Linked DNA regions of Sus scrofa: all the other regions are linked to region 2. A link is a contact called in public Hi-C and HiChIP or PLAC-seq data. All regions are on one chromosome and are shown on one strand. Each heading gives the region's core, a stretch centred on a gene start, on an enhancer-like site or on the middle of the called end of the contact. The rest is flanking DNA. Distances are from core to core; before and after follow the strand shown.

Evidence for each region. Hi-C and Micro-C count contacts between places; a contact is called where the count stands out from the background. HiChIP or PLAC-seq counts read pairs in DNA pulled down with a chosen protein or histone mark.
Region 1: an H3K27ac HiChIP or PLAC-seq map of alveolar macrophages shows a contact between it and region 2. The contact joins two enhancer-like sites. A contact is called at or near these places in 1 of 47 Hi-C or Micro-C datasets (embryonic fibroblasts) and 1 of 2 datasets of contacts at active chromatin or transcription factors (alveolar macrophages).
Region 3: a Hi-C map of omental adipose tissue shows a contact between it and region 2, with 2.1 times the contacts expected there. The contact joins two enhancer-like sites. A contact is called at or near these places in 4 of 47 Hi-C or Micro-C datasets (heart right ventricle, liver and omental adipose tissue) and 1 of 2 datasets of contacts at active chromatin or transcription factors (alveolar macrophages).

Annotation. Positions count from the first base shown.
Region 1 is chr3:44,008,356-44,011,055 of Sscrofa11.1, forward strand. All of the region lies in intron 2 of TTL (tubulin tyrosine ligase), which reads right to left. Among named protein-coding and RNA genes, the nearest start is that of TTL, 13 kb to the right of the region's middle. Within about 2 kb of position 1,321, at least 9 of the 83 cell types and tissues checked have an H3K27ac peak or open chromatin away from gene starts, as enhancers often do. A contact at or near this core is called in alveolar macrophages, where this site is marked.
Region 2 is chr3:43,781,788-43,784,487 of Sscrofa11.1, forward strand. It overlaps NT5DC4 (5'-nucleotidase domain-containing protein 4), which reads right to left. Exons shown (of 18, transcript XM_021088385.1): 15 at 1,990-2,041; 16 at 1,546-1,606; 17 at 149-325. Among named protein-coding and RNA genes, the nearest start is that of NT5DC4, 6.0 kb to the right of the region's middle. Within about 2 kb of position 1,429, at least 44 of the 83 cell types and tissues checked have an H3K27ac peak or open chromatin away from gene starts, as enhancers often do. A contact at or near this core is called in alveolar macrophages and omental adipose tissue, where this site is marked.
Region 3 is chr3:43,924,782-43,927,481 of Sscrofa11.1, forward strand. LOC110259964 (a long non-coding RNA gene) reads left to right here. Exons shown (of 2, transcript XR_002342486.1): 2 at 1-1,529. Among named protein-coding and RNA genes, the nearest start is that of CHCHD5, 10 kb to the left of the region's middle. Within about 2 kb of position 1,395, at least 15 of the 83 cell types and tissues checked have an H3K27ac peak or open chromatin away from gene starts, as enhancers often do. A contact at or near this core is called in alveolar macrophages and omental adipose tissue, where this site is marked.

The DNA.
Region 1 (2,700 bases), core at 71-2,570, 230 kb after region 2:
AGCCAGCGCTTTGCCCCAGAGCTCTTCAAGAAGGCAGGGTGTGAGCAGGGCCGGGAGCTGGTCTCCTCTTCCCCCTACCACTCCCTGGCAGACCTCCGATGCACCACTGGCAGCATACAGCTATATCCACGTGACCTTATAGACGTGCTTCAGTGAATTCAAAAGGGCCCTGATATCCAACACTTTGGCTCCTTTAAAAATACATCTCTAAGGAAACTTAACTTGAAGTAATCCTGAACCAAAATCTTTTCAGGAAATATGCTATAGCTGAGCTAGACTCACATGAAAAAAGCAAAGTGGGGAATTGAGGACACTATCTGGATTACCAGCAAAAATACTATTTTGGCCCAACTCTGGAGAGAAAAGGCTAATACTCAGGAATCTGAATTACCTAAAGGCTTATTTTATTTTATTTTTATTTTTAAGGCTGCACCCTGTGGCATACGGAAGTTCTCAGGCTAGGGGTTGAATCGCAACTGTACCTGCTGGCCTACACCACAGCCACAGCCACGCCAGATCCTTAACCCACTGAATGAGGCCAGGGATCAAACCTGCAACGCCATGTACACTATGTTAGTTTCTTAACCCACTGAGCCACAGTGGGAACTCCGTAAAGGCTTACTTTAGTTCTTCATTTCTTCCTTTTAGCTCAGTCTGGCTTCGGTGACAGAATAAAGGAAGGATCTTTCTAATGGGACATGGGATTGTAGCAGTTATAACTAAACACACTTCCTGCCCCTAGATGACACAACACAACAGAAGATAAAGTCAGACCCCGGTAGGCATTTAATAAGCACAGCGCTTAGCAATGGCTTCCACTCCATTTCCTCTCCATTCAGAGGCTTGGGGTGGGGGTGGGGGTGGGGAGGCACTAGCATCACATTTCACAGATGAGGCCTTGGGTCACAGAGAGGTCAATTTCCCAAGATCACAAAGGAAGAAACAAGCAGGAGGCAGAGCCTGGAATCACTCCCAAGTCCTAAGCTCACCCCATCTCTCAGAGGAGGAAGGAACATGCCCAAAGACATTCACAGGCCTTCCCTGAGCCACGTGCCCTCTTCGATCTAGACCAGAACTGGCCAAGTCTGGGTTAAGATTCAACAGCAAAACCCAGCCTGTGAGCAAAGAGCAGAAACAATGAAAGGATATTTTAAATTGAGTTTTGTTTTTTTTTTTAATTATTTTTGAGTTAAAGGCAACAGAATTTAGGAAGTTCCCTTGTTGCGCAGTAGGTTAAGGATCTGGCATTGCCACAGCTGTGGTACAGGTTACTACTGTGGCGAGGGTTCAGTCCCTAGTCTGGGAACTTCCACATGCTGCGGGCGTGGCCAAAAAAATAAGGGAGTTCCCTTCATGGCTCAGCGGTTAATGAACCCGACTGGGATACGTGAGGATGCAGTTTCGATCCCTGGCCTTGCTCAGTGGGTTAACAATCTGGTGTTGCCGCGAGCTGTCGTGTAGGTCACAGACTTGGGTCGGATCCTGAGTTGCTGTGACTGTGGTGCAGGCCAGCAGCTGCAGTTTCAGTTCCACCCCTAGCCTAGGAACCTCCATGTGCCGTGGGTGTGACCGCCCCCCCCGCAAAAAAAAAGGCAAGAGAATTTAACTTAAAACTCAAAGGAACTACACACACACACACACACACTTTTTTTTTTTTTTTTTGGCTGTGCTCTTGCCAGCTCTTACCGCATAGAAGTTCCCAGGCCAGGGGTCAAACCTGAGCCACAGCAGTGAAAATGCCAAGTCCTTAACCACCAGGGCACCAGAGAACACCATATATTTCTAACTCACTAAATACTCAGCTCCAATTGCATTGTCCAATATGGTGGCCACTAGCCACAGAGTAGCTTCCAAGTGCTTCTGAGCACTTGAAAAGTGGCCAATGCAACTAGGGAACTTAATTTTAAATTTCGTTTACTTTTAATTTAAAAGATGAAGCACTGTAAAATATATTTCCATGAAGCACATTATTGTTTCAGTAGGATGACGTTTCACTTTAACTGGTACATGACCTAAGTTGGAAGGCAGCCTGTGTATCAGGCACATGTGCTGCTTCTAGTATTTTACATAAATACATTACTGTTCTACTTGGGGACAAAAGATTGATTCAGTTCATGTGAGTTTTTTTCCAGGCACAGATGAAACATTATAATGTTTGCAGACAGCCAAGCTACATTGAGAGCTAGTTAAATCATAATTGGTAAATGAACCATAATTATTTTTCTAGTTAAAAAAATAAACACAGACAAATTAAAAAATTTAAAACAGTAGTTCCCCTAGTGGGTCAGTGATAACCTGACTAGTATTCATGAGGATATGGGTTCGATCCCTAGCCATGCTCAGTGAGTTAAGAATCCACTGTTGCAGTGAGCTGTGGTGTAGGTTGCAGATGCGTGTTGGATCCCACATTGCTATGGCTGTGGTATAGGCTGGCAGCTGCAGCTCCAATTTGACCCCTAGCCTGGGAACTTCCATATGCCTTGGGTTCGGCCCTAAAAAGCAAAAAGACAAAGGCATTCTGCTGATATGAAATTGAGTGAGGATGTAGAAACTATAACTACAACCAGACAATAAAGATAAAATTAAATGCTAGAAGAAGGCTTGTCACAAATTTCACAATGAATGGCAATTCCAATTTGCCATGGCAGGAAAACTTACGTTTTTTGTGTAAAGGAGACATTTTCAGCAAATACATAATGA
Region 2 (2,700 bases), core at 179-2,678:
TCGCGATGCGGACAGTTATCTGCAAGGCTGGTGCCTGGAGGTGGAACGGTGGGTCTGGTGACCTGAAAACCTCTTGGCAGGGGCTGGGGACCAGTGGGTCCTTCTGAGGTAAAGGGTCAGGGATGCTGGGGGAGTTCTAGGGACCCACCAGCTCCTGGGGCGCCCGGAACAGCGAGCTGAGCGGGTGGTGCAGGAAGTTGAGGCAGGTGGCTGTATAGAGGTCAGCGTAGCGCATCAGCTGGCTGGAGAAGAGCATCTGGCGGAAGCCACAGCGGAACAGGCTGCCCATCGTGCTATAGCTCAGGTCCAGCTCCCGGGTGACTCTCTGGCAGAGGGACAGCTCACTGATTCAAGGTCCCCACCCCCCCGGAAACTGCTTCACCCGCAAGTGAGCCCACCTTTGGGTTCCAGCCCAGCTCCACCCTCCCGGGTCTGTCACCTGAGGCCACTGAGGCCCTTGCTCCACCAACCAGAGTCTTTGGGATGGGCCAGCTCTCCCCACTTTGCCATGGGCCCCCTCCCTGCTTTCTTCACAGTTAGTCTCCCCCCTGGTCCTGGGAAAGTGACCCCCCCCCACCCCCAAGCTAAACTCTCAGCCTGAGTTACCTTCTGATGCCCCCATCAAGGGCTTTGCAGAGGCCCACATGCCCAGCCCCCCTCTTAGACTCCTACCTCGTCACAGTCCCTTGCTTTTACTTTTTTTTTTTTTTAATTGCTTTTAGGGCTGTACTCATGGCATATGGAAGTTCTCAGGCTAGGGGTCGAATCGGAGCTGCAGCTGCCAGCCTACACCAAGGCCACAGCAACGCAGGATCCTTAACCCACTGAGGGAGGCCAGGGATAAAACTCACGTCCTCATGGATACTAGTTGGTTTCTTAACCAGCTGAGCCACAACGGGAACTCCACAGTCCCTGCTTTTAGAGTCTAGAAAACCAGCCCAGATATTACTCCTAGAGGGACCAAGATCATGCTCGTTCCAGCCCGGTTTTCTCATCTGTAAGATGAGGGTGACAATCCCTGCCCAGCCCACCTCGCAGGGCTGTGGAAGGGCCAAAGATCCTTCATTATCAGTCCCTGGGGCCTGGAAAAGCCGAATTGCCTGAATCCCCTGATGCAGTCGGAGGAGACCCTCCCAGCTTTGGGGGCTGGTCAGTAATGCCCTAAGGGAAGGTTTCCTTTCTTCTTTCCCAGACCCATCAGCTCAAGGGCTCTCAATCCCCATCTTCTCCGGCCCTTGTCTGGCTGACCCCAGATGCCAGCTGACTAGTTGGTCACACGAGGACCCAACCCAAGAGGCAGGCACTTCTCGAAGTTAGGGGTAAAGACTGAGGACCCGGGCCAAGCTGGAGAAATCACCCCCACAGGCTGAACTAACTCAGCTGTTCAAGAGCACACTGCAGTCATTTGGGACTTGGGCCAGCAGAGGGCGCTGGCTGACAAGGGCAAGCAGCGCTTCTCTGAGCCCGAGAGAATCACTGGGTTCTGGGAACCCGGGCCAGAGCGGATCACGGTCCCGCCCTCCTCACTGGGCCCTTGGCTCTTACCCAAATCTCTCTCTTGGTGGAGTTGAGGAGTTGAAGGTCATAACTGCTTCCATCCATGTGCCTGGTGCAAAAATATCCACATGACCCAGGAGGAGAGGAGCCAGGCCCCCAGCTCCAGACACGGCCTCCCCAGACTGCTCCAGGATCAGGGACCCGCTATCAGCACCCAATGGCGCTGCTGGGCTGGTGGGGAGCCGTGTTGGGGAGGGTAAGCATCCTGAGTCCATGCCAGGTGGGTCAGGAGGAAGGGCCTAGAGGTCACAGTCGAGTGTCCCAGGGGGGTCAGTGGGGTCCCAAATTCCAGGTTACTGAAGAAGCCCAGCCTGACACAGATCAGGATTTCCTGACTTTCATGGCCACGGCCCACTGCCAGGCCTGGACATGGCCTACCACCCTCCATCCTGCTCCCCTCCAGGGGCCGGAGTCACAGGTCAGGACTCTCACTGGTACAGGTCAGCCAGGTGCACATCCAGCCTCTTCAGCTCCTCCATTCTCTCTGAGAAGGTGGGGGAAAGGGGGTATGAGTGACAACCCTGCCCACCTTTGTCCCAGGCCTCCAGATCATGGGGGTCTAGGCCCAGCCCCCAGCTGTGTGCATAACCTCCCTGACACTTTTCTTACAACGAGTGAGACTCCACCCAGAGCAGAGCAACGGCAGCACTGTGAGACCAGTGGAGACTGGTCAGGTGATCTGCCTGAGGTCACATGGCAGTGACTCAAACCCAGCTCTGTGAACAAGCCTGAATTGTTTGGGTTCACAGCAACTCTGACCCGGCCGGGGGCGTGACCTTCCTCTCACATTCTTCAGGGCTCTGGGGGTGGAGGGGTTGGGTGAGGAGGGAGAACTTGAACTATAGAAACACCACAGCACTCCGGATTTTAGTCTCAGCTTTAGCCTTCTGGCTGTGTGATTTTGGGCAAGCTGCTTAACCTCTCTGGGTCTCTTTTTCCTCAGGTATAAAATAGCTCGGCTTGGAATTCCTGTGGTGGTTCAGCAGGTTAAGAATCTGACTAGTATCCATAAGGATGCAGATTCAATCCTTGGCCTTGTTCGGTGAGCTAAAGTTTCCAGCAGTGTAGGTCACAGATGTGGCTCAGATCTGGCTTGGCTGTGGCTATAGTATAGGCCAACAGCTGTAGCTCGGATTCGACCCC
Region 3 (2,700 bases), core at 145-2,644, 140 kb after region 2:
CCCTCAGATTGGGACTTGAACCCAAGATCCCTGACTAAGGAGGGAACTCAAACCCCTGTCTTTTAAGTGAAACCACTCACCTGGTGGCTGGACTTACTGAAGCTCAGGTTCTCTAGTTTCAGTGTGGAAAGAATTCAGCATGAGGCAACGTGGCAGGCAGAGTAGGCTTATTAGCATCGGATGCTTGTGAGAACCACAGGTTCCCCCCCCCGCCCCCCGAGATCAAAGAGGGCTACATTTTTACAATCAAAGGAACAATGGCGAGTGAGCATTCTTGGGTAGATATTAAGACTTACCTCATCAGTTCCTTCTTTAACCCTATATGGCCTAACCAGGACCATCATAGCTATTAAATCGCATGTACGCCAAGTGTGGTACACTAAAATAAGGTAATTCACCTCAAGTTTCTCTGTAAGGTCCCCTACCATGGAGTTTCTTTCCCCTTTCCCCTGTATTCCTATCTTGGCTACATGCAGAAATGCTGCTCTTCGAGGACCGCTAACTCCCTGACTTTGCATAAGAAGATGCAGACCCCACATCTATTGTCTTGTGCTTTAACTATCGGGATGTGTGGGCTTGGGTGTGCCTGGCACTCTGATCCTCCTTTAAGGTAGTGCAGATTGTTGCTAGGTTACTGGATTCTTTTCTTGAGTGGTCATTAGCTTACAAAGGTCTCCCAAATTCTTAAAATTCCCTTTCTATCTTTAATCCCCTATTGGGATTTCTCAACTATTTAATTATCCTGCTCTATCCCTATCAACCTCACATGGTTACCATTGTGTGTGTCTGATGAGAACATTTGAGACCCACTGTCTTAGCAGATTTCAGGGATATAATACATTATTGTTAATGACAGTCTCACCAGGCTGTATGTTAGGTCTTCACATCCTGTAACTGAGTTTGGGCCCTTTGACCAACATCTCCCCATTTCCCTCAACCACCACCCTACTCTCTGTTTCTGTGAATTTAACTTTTTGGGGTTTTTTTGGCCATCCCCATGGTATGCAAAAGTTCCCCAGGCCAGGGATCAAACCTGAGTCACAGCAGTGACAATGATGAATCCTTAACCAGTAAGCTGCCAGGGAATTCTGAATTTAATTTTTCTAGATTCCATATCAAGTAGATCGTTAGCAGTATTTGCCTTTCTGTGTCTGACTGATTTCATGGAACATATAGTCCTCTGGGTAGGGCGAGTTCGTGTTGATGAGGGGCAGGGATGCAGGATGTGGGATAGTGGATGGGAGGTTGCACTTACAGAATGGGACTGACCTGGAGAGAGCTTTAGTTCAGTGCTTTGATCCTAGCCAGACAGACATGACTTTGACCAGATGATCTCTGAACTGGCAATTTGATCCCCTGAAGGGGCCATGTGACAGGATGTGACGGCGCCTGTGTGTGTAGGTGGTTTCCTGATGGCATGTTACAAGAAAGCACCACGGGTGGTGTTTTGACTGCCCGGAGGGCTCGAGTGCTGTGAATGTACCCAGGCAGTCCCTGGGCTTATCACTTAACTGACTCTTATCTCTGAGGTGAGCTGTGCCAGGGGGTCTGGCTTCTAACAGGACCCAGGGATGGGTATTTAAGGGAACCAAAAATCTGTCAGTTTTGTATTTACTTCTTTCATTTAAGATAGTGATAAATTTTTTGTTTTGGAACACTCCATCCATAGATAATAGCATGCACTTTTATGTTTTGCTTTATCCTTTCATTGAAGATATTTTTCTACACTCTTTTCATAGAGATGCATAACAATTCAATTAAGAACAATTTTTTGGCCATACCTGGGGCATGCGGAAGTTCCCAGGACAGGGATTAAACCCACACCGTGACAGCAGCCTGAGTAACAGTAGTGACAACACTGGACCTTAACCTGCTGAGCCATCATGGAACTCCTATAATTCAAAATTTTTTTCTTTTTTTGGCTGCTCCTGCAGCATATGGAAGTTCCTAGGCCAGGGATCAAACCTGTGCAGTTGTGGCATGTGCCGCAGATGTGGCAGCACTGGATCCTTAACCTGCTGCTCCACAAGAGAACTGCCTAATTCAGTTTGTTTTTCTTTTTTATGACCACACTTGCTGCATATGGAAGTTCCCAGACTAGGGGTCAAATCAGAGCTGCAGCTGCTGGCCTACACCACAGCAACACCAGATCCAAGCTGCATCTGCAGCCTGTGCCACAGCTTGCAGCAACATCAGATCCTTACGCCATTGAGCTAGGCTGGAGATCGAACCCAATCCTCACAGATAGTATGTCAGGTTCTTAACCATCTGAGCCACAGTGGGAACTCACTGATTCAGTTTTTTTTTTTAACATAGTTTTCCCAAGTAAACTTAGATTTTGTGTAAACCATTCTTATTTAAGTAGATGTATTCATTTTGGTTTATCAAAACTCCGTTCATAGAGATACAAAACATCATTCAGTGTTGCTTATGGCAGTTTGTTTCAGCAGATGCTTATTTCTGATCTGCCAGCAATGCATTCATAGGGGAAAAATGTTTCATTAAGTTTTGTCTCTGAATTTTTCGTTTTAATAGGTGCAATTGCTTGTATTCTAGTAACACTCCAGATACAGGCATTTGTGTTCATAAACACTTCATTCATAGGGATAAAAACACATCACTTCGTCTCATTAGATCCACTTGTTGTTATACCAATGTTAAGTGCACAGAGATAAGTAACCTATCATTCAGTCTTTTAAG